3 separate regions of the Rattus norvegicus genome follow, and regions 1 and 3 are each linked to region 2. The links are chromatin contacts, called in public Hi-C maps. All regions are on one chromosome and are shown on one strand. Each heading gives the region's core, a stretch centred on a gene start, on an enhancer-like site or on the middle of the called end of the contact. The rest is flanking DNA. Distances are from core to core; before and after follow the strand shown. Region 1 has its middle 29 kb from the start of Sdr9c7. Region 2 overlaps Zbtb39 (zinc finger and BTB domain containing 39). Region 3 has its middle 53 kb from the start of Uqcrb.

Region 1 (4,661 bases), core at 858-3,357, 150 kb after region 2:
GTATTTGTACTCCAGCCTAATAGTAAGGACCTGGACAGGTTCTTCAGCAGGCTCCCTCAACTGAGGGCCTTTGGGAAGGAAATGGATCTGAAGCCCCATTTTGGAGAGCAAGTCTCTCCTGAACAAGGGATAGGGGCAGTCATGGATGACCATGAACGAGTGGGATAGCTGGCCCACGCCCAGGTCTACAGTTCTTCGGGTAGTCCATGAATATTGTTTAGTCCCAGTGAGTGGCCTCTTGGACCCACTAATTTTTTTTGCTGGAGACCGGCCCATCAGCTTGGAGAAGGACTGAGTGTTGGGCCCCAGTATTGGGTGGGTTTCCCTTCCACTTTCAAGGTTACCCTGGACTCGGGGAGGGGTCTGAACTCTGTCCTCCTTGGTCGCTGTCTTCCCCTGTGCTAACACGTTCACCATTTGGAGGTGCTTTTCCCAAGACCTGGGATTTCCTGCCCCCAGCTTCTGTTTATTGGGAAATTCTCCGTCCCAGTGGCCCCCCTCCTGGAAATATACACATTGGTCCTTTTCAAGGAGTTTTCTGTTTCTCTTTGGTTGGAGTCTCTCTTCTATGCTTTCCCTAACTACTGTAGCCAAGATTCTCTATAAATTTTTTCTGTCACTTTTCTTTTTTTTTAGTCTCTTTTTCATCTTCTTCCTTTCTCGTTCTCTGCTCTTTTTCTGTCTCCCTGTTATGGTAGACTTTCTCAGCAACCTGCACAAAATCCCTCAATAACTTAACCTGTAGCCCCTCGAGCCTCTGAAGCTTTTTCCTGATATCTCTACAAGCCTGGTCTCTAAAAACCAAAGTCACAGTAGCTTTGTGCTCCTCGATGCTGAAGTCATAGGGTGAATATTGGTGGAATGCTTCCATGAGCCATTCTAGAAAGGCTGCTTAACCTCATGAACCTTGATTAAATTGGTGAGTCATCCTGTGACCCCCCCTTGAGACCTGCCAATGGAGTCTGATGGTAGACCTTCAGGTGCTCATTACCTTCTGCTGTATTAAAGTCCCAGTCAGGTCTAGTCAGGGGAAATCCGCTCTCAATGACAGCCTGGTCAATAGATGGTGCCCCTGTGTCTGAGGGGACGTTCTTTCTTCCTGGCTTCCTGCATTATCCTCTCTCACTCTTCAGTCGTGAAGAGCAATCTCATGAGTTGTTGAATATCATCCCAGGTGGGCTGATGGGTAAACAAAACAGTCTGAGATTAATCAGCCCCTTGGGGTTATCTGAGAAGGGGGGTGTTGGGCCTTCCAGTTGTACAAGTCAGCTGAAGAGAAAGGCCAATATTACATGGCCTGATTGCCATCCTCATCTATGGGCTTGTAGGCTCGGAGGGGGAGGGCCACTGTTGTATCGGGTGAAGTAGCCCTTTTGCTCTATCCTCATGGCCAGTCGGGGTTCTGAGGGTCCCTCCCCACCCTCCCCCCTTGCTAGGGCCTGAGGAAGGGAGTGGGGATAAAGGGTTACTGGATGAGAGCTCAAGGGAAATCCTTGAGGAGGGGCTGTGGGTACTGGGGACATGGTAGGGGGTTGGGAGTGTGTGTGAAGGACCCATCAGTATCAGATACTGTGGAAGGGTCCTAGAGAATTGTTTTTACAGACTCGTTGGTCCCTACAGGGTTCTTCTCCTTCATGGCCAGGACCTGAGAGTGTCTTGGAGACAAAAAAAGCTTTTATCCAAGGGGGGGTGGTGGTGTGCTCCACTAGACCCTTCCAGGTAACTATATAGGGTACTTGGTCTGGGTGTCTGAGGAATCCTAGTCTAAAGACTCTTTCCTGTATTGCTTTGATCACCTGCAAATCAAGGGTCCCTATGGGTGGCCACCCTACTCTGAACGTGGGCCATTCAGAGGAGCAGAGAATAACTAACCTGCCCTTTTTTTTTTTTTTTACTATTACTGACAAATGTTATCCTCTTTCTCCAGCTTCCCTCCAGTGGTTAACTAGGATGTTTAACAGGGTAGAATCAGTCTGCTCCATGTCCAAAAATAACATCAATCCAAGTCCAAAAACACAGAGAAAGACAGTCAACACACAGACAGCTTGCCCCTGCCATGGGCAAAGAAACCAGGTAATCCGGTGACTCAGCCAATTTATGCCGATATCAAGTCCAACAGGCAACCCGCCAGCTTGTATTGAGTTTAACAAAAGGAGCAGAGTCCTCCCGACTCCCTCGGGAGGAAGGGGGGCTGAAGCATCCTCCAGACTCCAGTCATGACCTTAAGGCACATCTGTCAGCCACAATTTGACTACACCAGACAGACCAGACCAGACCAGACCAGACCAGAGGCTCTCTAAGCCTTATAGACTCTTGCGAGCAAACCAAAAGCAAGACAGACAATATGGATACAGACAACCACAGTACCTGACATCAAGTTCAAACTATTTCTTTGACAACCATTTCTTGTGACCTCATGGTGGTGGTGGTGGGTGGGGGATCTGGCTTCCCGGCCAATGCACCAAATGTAAGGCTCAAAGTGAGTCTTAACTACAGGGAGACTCCCTCCCCCCAAGTGAGACACAAGAACGGAAGTCAATGTAAACCAAGAGGTTTATTTTTCCTGCGCATCAGGGTTGATTCTCAATCAGAACCTCATGGCAAGTGACTAGAAGGTGACCCTGAATGGCTATAACAAGCAGTTTTTATACTTTTTAGGGGTACAGGTTACATGAGCAAGGCTACAGTTTAAACTTATTGGCTAAGCATATTGACCTTTGAATCTATTGGCTAGCTAGCATATGACATGGATTGGAACTCTATCTGGGACCAGAGGGTCAGGTGACTATCAGTCAGTACATTCTGTGGTTTTTCAAGAACTGAGAACTATGGGTAGAGAATGGAACTTGGCCTAGCCTTGACCCAAGGCGGGAAAATGGTACTTGGCTTAATTTTTTTTTTTATTTATTTTTTATTAACTTGAGTGTTTCTTATTTACATTTTGAGTGTTATTCCCTTTCCCGGTTTCTGGGCAAACATCCCCTAATTTATGGGTGTTCCCCTCCCCATCCTCCCCCCATTGCCGCCCTCCCCCCAACAGTCTAGTTCACTGGGGGTTCAGTCTTAGCAGGACCCAGGGCTTCCCCTTCCACTGGTGATCTTACTAGAATATTCATTGCTACCTATGAGGTCAGAGTCCAGGGTCAGTCCATGTATAGTCCTTAGGTAGTGGCTTAGTCCCTGGAAGCTCTGGTTGCTTGGCATTGTTGTTCATAAGGGGTCTCGAGCTCCTTCAAGCTCTTTGAGTTCTTTCTCTGATTCCTTCAACGGGGGTCCCGTTCTCAGTTCAGTGGTTTGCTGCTGGCATTCGCCTCTGTATTTGCTGTATTCTGGCTGTGTCTCTCAGGAGCGATCTACATCCGGCTCCTGTCAGCCTGCACTTCTTTGCTTCATCCATCTTGTCTAATTGGATGGCTGTATATGTATGGGCCACATGTGGGGCAGGTTCTGAATGGGTGTTCCTTCTGTGTCTGTTTTAATCTTTGCCTCTCTATTCCCTGCCAAGGGTATTCTTGTTCCCCTTTTAAAGAAGGAGTGAAGCATTCACATTTTGATCATCCGTCTTGAGTTTCATTTGTTCTAGGCATCTAGGGTAATTCAAGCATTTGGGCTAATAGCCATTTATCAATGAGTGCATACCATGTGTGTTTTTCTGTGATTGGGTTACCTCACTCAGGATGATATTTTCCAGTTCCAACCATTTGCCTATGAATTTCATAAACTCATTGTTTTTGATAGCTGAGTAGTATTCCATTGTGTAGATGTACCACATTTTCTGTATCCATTCCTCTGTTGAAGGGCATCTGGGTTCTTTCCAGCTTCTGGCTATTGTAAATAAGGCTGCTATGAACATAGTGGAGCACGTGTCTTTTTAATATGTTGGGGCATCTTTTGGGTATATGCCCAGGAGAGGTATAGCTGGATCCTCAGGCAGTTCAATGTCCAATTTTCTGAGGAACCTCCAGACTGATTTCCAGAATGGTTGTACCAGTCTACTTGGCCTAATCTTGACCTGAGGTGGTGGGTGTAATGCTGGTGAAAGACCCTATGGTCCTTCATTACAAGCTTGGATATCTCTGGAACACAGCTTCTTTGTGCTCTCAGAAAATACTTCCTAAAAGATTTCATTTCAGTGATGCTGGCCTCTTCTTAATCACCACTAATTTCTTAGTTCTAGCTAACCAGCATCAATTGTCCCCGTAGTCCCTTCTATTCTGGACTCTAAAGCCAGAGTCACATGGCCAAAGATGCCAAGTTCTGCTGTTTGCTGAGGCTAGAACTTGACCCCCTTGTGATATTATCATCAGCTTTCTGTTTTCCAACTCTTTAACTGCTTAAACTTGCCTGTCCTGGAACTCGCTCTGTAGCTTGACCTTGAATACCCTTGGCTTTGCCTCATGGGATTAAAGGCATGTACCACCATACCTGTATCTAAACTTAGCTGGGTGGGATCGTGCCCCAAGGTCACCACTCCCTTAATTCAATGTAATATCTTTGAACACGGGGTTCAAATCCATTTCACTTCCTGGTGCCCCTTTAATACTTGAACCATGTATTTTATATTTTTCCTTTCTAAACTTGCTGTGCTTATTCAAAATGTTCTGCATGAGACTTAGCCAGAGAACAAAGTCTATGATGGGTGTTTCTGAGACTTCCTTTGT
Region 2 (4,367 bases), core at 663-3,162:
TGGCAGCTGACCCTGCACCGGCGGGATGGAATATTTGAGAACAATGTCATTGTCCACCCTAACGAACCCCTGTCTGGGAAGCTGGGTCTCTTCCCAGGGGCAGCCTCCCCAGAGTTGAAATGTGCTGCCTGTGGGAAAGCGTTGGCCAAAGATTTCCATGTGGTCCGTGGCCACATCCTGGAGCACGTGAGTTTGAAGGGCCAGGCCTGCAGTGTCTGCGATCAGCGCCACCTCAACCTATGCAGCCTCATGTGGCACACGCTCTCCCATCTGGGCATTTCCGTCTTCTCCTGTTCTGTCTGTGCCAGTAGTTTTGTAGACTGGCACCTTCTAGAGAAGCACATGGCTGTGCACCAGAGCCTGGAGGACGTCCTGTTCCGCTGCCACTTATGCAGCCAGAGCTTCAGGTCTGAGGCAGCCTACCGCTACCACGTCAGCCAGCACAAGTGTAGCAGTGGCCTTGACCCACGTCCCGCTGTGGGGCTACCACACCTAGCCCTCCAGAAGCGGAAGCTGCCCGCTGAGGACTTTCTGAGTGAGGAGCTGGCTCTGCAGGGCCAACCAGGGAATAGTAAGTACAGCTGCAAGGTCTGTGGCAAAAGGTTCGCCCACACAAGCGAGTTCAACTACCACCGACGGATCCACACAGGCGAGAAACCTTACCAGTGCAAGGTTTGCCACAAATTCTTCCGAGGTCGCTCGACCATCAAGTGCCACCTCAAGACGCACTCAGGGGCACTCATGTACCGCTGCACCGTCTGTGGCCACTACAGTTCCACCCTTAACCTTATGAGTAAACATGTCGGTGTGCACAAAGGCAGCCTCCCACCTGACTTCACCATCGAGCAGACCTTCATGTACATTATACATTCCAAAGAGGCTGAAAAGAACCCGGACAGCTGACTGGGAACCCGCAGAGCCCGAGGGAGCTCCCAGGTGGCCGCCGGGATAGTGATTTTCTAAAGGCTGTCAGTCCTTCCCCAGCTGACGCTACAGTTTGCCTTGTTTGTGTTGTGTTGAGAGAAGAAATAGCACATAAGCTGTTACTGCTTTTGAAAGGCAACAGCCCTGTTACATTTACCTCCTTACCTGTTCTCGCCCACAGAGGGCTGCATCTTGATTTTTGAGGCTGGCTTTAGGATCTAGTCAAGCAGCCGGGTTAAACTAGGTCCCCTTCGCCGGTTTCTCTAGTTTTAGTTTACTGATAGGTTTTATGCTGCTAAGAGTCTGACCAACAGCCTCACTCGATGGGGTTTTCACTGTGGCTGTGACTGCCAGTCTTTGGCCAGACCACAGCTGTGAGGAGGTTTGGGGATTGTGGTCATTCAGAAGGGACTAGCAGCAGGGCAGTTCATGTCGGGTACCCACGCCTCCTCAGCAGGGGCAAGGTGTCAGGAGCGGAGGGCACTACTTGCTCCACACCTCGGCTCTCCTGATTGGACGATTGAACGGTGGAAGTCTCTTGGCAGCTAGATCCAAACTGGGGACCAGGCTTTCTGTTTAGGTTGGAAAGCTTTGGGGTACCCCATGGTGCCACCAGACGGGGCAGCCTCCATGGATGGAAGAAGGGCTCTTCCTTTCTCCTCATTTCCAAAGAAGCGCGGTTTTGTAGAGCGAAAACCCTGGACGTCAAACCTTCTGTCAAGAGCAGGGAGGACAGAGAGCCGCCTCAGTGTAGTCGTCTGCCATCTGGCTACCTCCGTAAACTTCCGTCTCCTGGGCATGGAGGAGAGGTCTCAGACAGCAGCAGTCTTGCCTTAATTTACATCGAGTCTCCCACTCAGGACGGTTTAACCTACAGTGTAGATGAGAAGACCATGTGAGTTTATGGTGGAGCATGAGCCCTTCTGGATTAAAGGAACCTGCGTCACCGGTGACTGCATGGCAGGGTGTGCATTCTGACTGTCCCAGTTGGGTAACTTGTTTACTTGGTGGTAACAGTGTGGGAGTTTGGCAGTTCACCTTTGACCTGCTGGAATTATCCTGATCTGTCATTGCATCACCCCCAGGGGGCGCTCTTGGATGGTAGCTGGCTTAGGCCTTCTGCGCAACTGTTTGGCTCCATTCTTAGTCTATGAAGGGGTCTTGCCCAAAAGAGGCTGGAGAGGACCCTTGATCTTGCATACTTATAAGTAGCTCATACTACCTCACCCTGCTCAGGTGAGCTCTAAGTCCCGAATTTTGGGCCCAGCCACCGACACTGCCCCCCCCCCCCAGTGGGACTCAGCCGCACTCTGGGCTGTTTCATAAACAAGTGGTTTTAATTAACTCACAAAGCCTTTCTAGACATTAATATTTATTTTATTATTATTATTATTTTGTTTTGTATATGTACTACCCAGCATCTCTTTTCGATAAATGACTTTAGGAAAATGAGTTTCTCAAGCAAGGAGCCACATTCCAGCAGAGGGTTATGGCTGCAGAGGGGAGAACAGGGGTGTAACTAGGAGAGAGTGTGCCAGGCCTTTTAAGCAGCACAGTTTCTCCAAGCATAGTCTCTAGCAGAGCAAACTCAGATCAGTCACAGGAAGAAGGTGTTTGCACAGTTTTTTATCCTTCCGACATAGGGAGCATCCTATCCCTATATATTAAGACACAGAGGCAAACCAAAGCAGTATACAGTTGGGCTGGCCGGCCAACTTTCCCAGGGCTTTGAACTGAGAAAGCCGGTGAGTTGGTGCCAAGACCTTCCTGAGCTGAATGATGCAGCTCAAACAGTTAAGGACACCCCTCCCTCCCCATCTGAACGTGGTGTTTTCACAGGGAAGAGGTTGCTGTCGCTTTTAGTTTCTGACTTACAGTTTACACTGGGGATGTGTATCACACTACAATGACAGATCTGCTGGAATTTCTAAGCTTCCCCTCCCTAGATTGCTGCTGAGGAGTGAGTACCGAATGGTTGCTGAGATCGGAGAAACCCTTTTCCTTAGCATAAGGCATTGTGGATGCTGGGTGGTCCGTGTACTTAACTTGAAACTGTGAAGTTTTCCCTTTTTGCCATGAACCAAAAAGCAGATCCTTTGAAGTTTTGTCCTTGGAACACTAAAACACAAACTGTATCTTCTGATCCCTTCAGGTTAATTGATCAGGGAGGTCCAGTTGGTCCCGTTAGACAGGCAGCCATTGGGACCAGTAGCTCAGGAGGCTCATTGCCCAAACCATGCCTCTTCGGGTAGCCCCATGTTCGGACCAGTCTCCCCTTCTGTGTGAAGTTGTATTTGCTTTCCCTGCAGCTAGTTCTTCCTTCTCTTGATGAGATTTACTCAAAACATTACTTGGTAGTGAAGGGTACTCCAGGACCCCTGATGGGAGGTGTTAACTTTATTTTGCATTTTTAACTTAACACCCATTTGATTTCACGCCCCCTTCATCCCTGGATTCCCACTTAGTACTATTTCCTGCTGTATCACAGTAGAATTCTCTCTGACCTTTGAATGCTCTGTCTTTGTTTGTTCCCCGTCCCCTGCCTTTTATTTTATTTTTTGGTCTGCACTCAGAACCAGCTGTACAGTGTTCAGAACTGTCGTTCAACAATTATTAGGAGTATCTAGTTGGCTATTTGAAGGACATTAAGCCGGACTTGGGGACATCCCTGGCTCGTTTCTAAGGGGAAATTACAATGTTGATGTGGCACACTGGCATTAACAGCATGTGCTGCTTGTGGCCAGAAGGTGTGTCCACACATGCTGGTGTCCCCTGACAGCTCCATGATGCCAGGGACATCAGAAAGCCCTACTGAACGAACCCTGGTATTTGGTTCTAAATTTTAAGATTCTGTGGAGTTCCTACAGTTCACGGCCAGTTGGGAAGAAAAGAGGTGTTGGTGGGGTCAGGTGACCCTAAGAACAGGAAAGACATAGGCGAGAATTACTTTTGACTTTATTGTGACCTATCCCCAGCCCCTTGTCTACAGGGCAAACCTGTAAGCCTCAGAACTTTTCACCCAGGCAGGACTTTGCTACTGATTATCTTCCTTTTCTGGGTTCCTGCTGTGCTCTCTCCACCAAACCCTAGACTACTCAACCTTGAAAGTGAATTCAGATCCCTTTATACATGGACTCTGAATTCGTTGGCATGGTAGTGGGCCCTATGAAATGGTCTTTGCCTGGCTGGGAGTGTGTACACGTCCCAGTCACATCAAGTGAGACCGAAAGTGGGTGCACGTATACATCTCCGTGTGATGGTACGTCATGATCAGTGTCTAAGAAGACGCCCCCTGTGGCAGTGACCCTGACATTTCCCCTCTGCCAGTCCCCACCCACCCCATCTGGAGTAGCTCAAGTCTCCTGTGAGGCAGAGAGGCCGTTGCTGTCTAACTCCTTCCATTAAATTAAGAAGTACTGACCTCCTAAATATTTAAGTGTTTA
Region 3 (4,290 bases), core at 1,301-3,800, 190 kb after region 2:
TGCCAAGTGGCGATGGTGCACACTTTTGCTCCGAGCACTCGGGAGGCAGAGGCTGATGGCTCTCTGAGTTCAAGACCAACCTAGTCTACAGAACAAGTTCTAGGACAGCCAGGACTACACAAAGAAAAAAAAAAAAGAAGGAAGGAAGGAAATTGGTACTGGTACTTGTTAAACAGAATGTGACTCTGTGTGTGTGTGTGTGTGTGTGTGTGTGTGTGTTATAAACATGCTTTCATGTGTCTGTGTGAATGTTGTTTGCATGTTCATGTGCAAGTGTGCATCAATGTGCTCATGGACATGCATGTGTGTATGTGTGTCTGTGTGTGTGTGTGAGCCTATGTGTATATGCATTTATGTTATGGACATTCTTACATATGAATGAGTATGTGTGCATTTGTGTACTAGGCTGTGTGTATGTGTGTGTATGTGTGCTTGAATGTGCAAGTGCACGTGCATGTGCATGTGTGTATGTATGTGCATGTGTGTGTACATGAGTGTATATGTGTGTGCATGGGTGTGTTATGGACATGCTTGCATGTGTAAATGTGAGTGTGTGTTACAAACATGCTTGCATGTGCACAAGTGGCTGTGCTTATCTGTGTGAGACCATGTATGTGGAGGATGCGGATGCCGACTGGGCTCCAGTGTTCCTATATCACTCTCTGTGTTCCTTTTTGAGGCAGGAGCTGTCACCTGATCACTGGTTGGTAGACTGGCTGCCAGGCAAGCCCCAGACATACCCCTAGAACTGTAGTTACAAATTTGCCCAGAACTTTTTAGTGTACACAGACCTGTAATGAATCTATTATACATTTTATAATACACATCAAATAAAGAAAATCCAATTCTTCTCAACATATGAATAAGCCTTAGGCTAATGATATATGGAGATACCTGGATGCACTTGAAAATTAAAGGCAGGAGCTTTCTTGTCTCTTACCTCAAAATGAAAAGACCAAACTAAGAAAATGTCTGACCACAAAAAAACTTAAGAGTATTTTGTTGTTGTTGTTGTTGTTTGCTGTTTTTGCAAAAGGGTCTCTTGTGTCCCAGGCTGGATTCAAATTTACCACATAACTAAGGATGACTTTGAACTTCTAATCCTCCTGCCTTTAGTTCCCCAGTGCTAGGATTATAGGCATGAAACAGCATGCCCAGTTTTCTGGACTGACTGGGATCAAACCTAGGACTCTGTTAAGCAAGCATCTACACTCGGATTTTGTAGGTTGTTTTTCTGGTTCTTGTTGTTGCTGTTGTTATTTTGGGACACATTCTTATGTAGTCCAGGCTAGCCTCCAATTTACTGTAGCTGAGGATGACCTTGAATTCATGATCCTTCTGTGTCTACTTCTTTAGCACTTTGATTATGGTATATGCTATCATCGTACCTGGCTGGAAAATACTAAAATATTATCTTAATTATCTAGTCAGGAATAAAATCCAAAATGAAACAACTGTCAAGAAAATTGAGTGCCACAAACATGTGAAATTTGGCCCAAATATGACATACAGAAAAGCTCGATGGTATAGCTGCTTTAGAAAGCCTACAGATGATGGGCTAGAGAGATGGCTCAGTGGTTAGGAGCACTGACTGCTCTTCCACAGGTCCTGAGTTCAATTCCTAGCAACCACATGGTGGCTCATGACCATTTGTAATGATGCCCTTTTCTGGTGTATCTGAAGACAGTGACAGTGTACTCACATACATAAAACAAATAAATTTACAAAAAAAAAGAAAAGAAAACCTACTGATGACTTCCTAAAAAGGTAAACTTAGACTCACAAACGTGAACATAACTGTTGACAGCTAGACATTCATAACGGCTGAAAAATAAAAGCCACCAAAAGTCAACTAACTAGTGGAGAAGCAAATATGTGGTGTGTAACACAGCCGTGAAAATGAGTATTGGACTGGGTGGTGGTGCTTGCCTTTAATCCAGCACTTAGGAAAGGCAGGCAGTTATCTGTGAGTTTGAGGCCAGCCTGATCTACAGAGTGAGTTCCAGGACAGCCATGGTTGCACAGAGAGACCTTGACTCAAAAAAAAAAAAAAAAAAAAGTAGTGCTATTGTCTTTCTTGTAAGCACCCTTTAATGTTTACTTTCCCATAAGTGAGCTAAGTAAGCTTTGCTCAGTCCACAGCTAGTAGAGCCTAGCAGCCTCTCTTTTTAGAGACCAGCCGCATTATCCTCAGAGCACCTTCAGATGGCCTGAGGCAAGTGTATTCCAGCTGTTCACTTGCACTGGCTTGGAGACTTCTGCTTAGCAATGACAATCCTTAAAGTACTTTAGATGACAGAAGGTGCTGCACTTCCCCTGTGATTCAGCAAAAAAAAAAAAAAAAAAAAAAAAAAAAGCCTGTGGTTGGTACGGTGCCATTGGTAAACTTGACCTGAGACAAGTACACACATGAAGCCTGTTGGAAGCCTGGTGTGCACGTGCAGAGGTGAATCCACACACGAGCCTCCCACGTCTCTCGCATGGCTGTATGCTGTGTCCTTCTTGGAGCAGGTTGTTTGACACAATTTTCCTGATGGGTCTGGGAGGCCTCACCTGGAAGCCTATTTACTACGTCTGTCAATGTTGCAAAACGTTGTTCTCGGCAGTCTCCCAAACCGCCCTTGTGTTTCTGATCTTTATTGTGAGAACAAACAGGCCTCTGGCTTCCAGTTCTGGCAGAGATAACAAATGTTGACACTGAGAAGTAGCTGAGTTACAGAGAGCCTAGGGTCTCTACATTGAAGTCTCAGAACTCTAAAACCAGCCAGCCCACCAAGCATCTGAAAGACAGAGACAGGCCAACCAGAAGACGGAGGCATGTGGGACATCTATAGCCAGTTCAGGCCAGTTTTATGAGGTTGTGCCCCATTCCCCTAAAATAACTGCAACTCTAAATTGCCACCAAAGAACTGCAGAGATGACCAAGAATAGACACTACAAGGAACCAAACTTGGTGGCCGACTCCTATAATTGCAGGAGGAGTCTACATATCAAGTTCCAGGACAGCCATAGCTACGGTGAGACACGGTCTTCAAACAAAACAAAACAAAACAAAACAAAACAAAACAAAACAAAACAAAACAAAACTAAAAACACTAAAGGAAGGTAAAAAATACACAGAGTGACTGAGAAGGGGAATAGCAGGACTGGAGAGATGGCTCAGTGGTTGAGACCACTGACTGCTCTTCCAGAGGTCCTGAGTTCAATTCCCAGCAACCACATGGTGGCTCACAGCCATGGGATTTGATGCCCTCTTCTGGTGTGTCTGAAGACAGCTACAGTGTGCTCAAACAAATGACAGTAAAAGCATGCTCCCTCTACCCCACCCCAATCCATCATTGATGTGGCCCCTGGAGCTCCCAGTCCCAGATTCATCAGGCTGAGGAAGGCCGCTGTTTCTAGGATGGAGAGACTAATGCACAGTCACTTGTGAGCAGCAGTGGGAACATGGGCACACACTGTGCGCATCACCCACACATCACGCTCTGCAGTTGGAGGCTAACAGCTTCTAGGCTTCCTTGATTTGCCGGCCAATTAATGGGGGGCAGTAAGGAGAAAGTGACCTTGAGACTTAATAAATATGTTCTCTCTCAAGAGGTGTGTGTGTGTGTGTGTGTGTGTGTGTGTGTGTGTGTGATAAAGTGAACTGAGTCCAAGAATTTCTCATTCACCATTCTCATACAGTGTGAACAGCTGTCTCCTAACATTTCCCTGCCATGATGTATCCTGTCCCCTGAACCGGTGAGCTTCAACAACGCTTCCTTAAGTTGCCTTTAGATGTATTTTAGTCACAGGAGCTATACAAGTAACGAGTACACACTAAGCCAAGTTACACACACCCATTTTTGGAAGATTCTCCATTTCTCTACACAAAATGTGTTCATCCTGTGTGTGCAAATTGTGTGTTGTATGATTTTGTCTTTCTGGTCCCTATTAATTGGGCCAGAGATAAAAACAGTCAAAGCCCACAAGTTTCTTTACCCTGACCACCATAGCCTGGATTCCAGAAACCTGACTGGGATGTTAAAGGAAGAAAGTCAGACACTGAAGGGATTAGAGGCGATCTGCACAGAACAACATACAGATGTATGCATGGAAAGCCTGGGGTTGAGTGGGCTGTACCCGGATGGAGAGGAGCAGCCTCAGATCAACAACGGGAACTTCTGGGTTTTATTGCACACAGCAGAGAAGGGAGGGCTTAGCTCAGATGCTGTGTGCAGGCAGGAGTCATGGGCTTTACACATCTAGACTAGAGGAGGCTTTGTCATATTGCTGAGCCTGACCCTTGTA

Evidence for each region. A called contact is a pair of places that touch in the nucleus more often than the background predicts.
Region 1: a contact with region 2 is called in a Hi-C map of hepatocytes, with 2.1 times the contacts expected there. The contact joins two enhancer-like sites. A contact is called at or near these places in 3 of 12 Hi-C or Micro-C datasets (hepatocytes and liver).
Region 3: a contact with region 2 is called in a Hi-C map of liver, with 3 times the contacts expected there. The contact joins two enhancer-like sites. A contact is called at or near these places in 12 of 12 Hi-C or Micro-C datasets (the A7r5 cell line, the Rat2 cell line, Schwann cells and 7 more) and 1 of 1 datasets of contacts at active chromatin or transcription factors (oligodendrocytes).

The regions. Positions count from the first base shown.
Region 1 is chr7:65,615,429-65,620,089 of GRCr8, forward strand. No RefSeq gene overlaps it. Among named protein-coding and RNA genes, the nearest start is that of Sdr9c7, 29 kb to the left of the region's middle. Within about 2 kb of position 2,108, at least 1 of the 93 cell types and tissues checked has an H3K27ac peak or open chromatin away from gene starts, as enhancers often do. A contact at or near this core is called in hepatocytes, where this site is marked.
Region 2 is chr7:65,465,284-65,469,650 of GRCr8, forward strand. Zbtb39 (zinc finger and BTB domain containing 39) reads left to right here. Exons shown (of 2, transcript NM_001130537.2): 2 at 1-4,367. The coding sequence ends at 903. Among named protein-coding and RNA genes, the nearest start is that of Zbtb39, 5.2 kb to the left of the region's middle. Within about 2 kb of position 1,913, at least 5 of the 93 cell types and tissues checked have an H3K27ac peak or open chromatin away from gene starts, as enhancers often do. A contact at or near this core is called in hepatocytes and liver, where this site is marked.
Region 3 is chr7:65,650,676-65,654,965 of GRCr8, forward strand. No RefSeq gene overlaps it. Among named protein-coding and RNA genes, the nearest start is that of Uqcrb, 53 kb to the right of the region's middle. Within about 2 kb of position 2,551, at least 3 of the 93 cell types and tissues checked have an H3K27ac peak or open chromatin away from gene starts, as enhancers often do. A contact at or near this core is called in hepatocytes and liver, where this site is marked.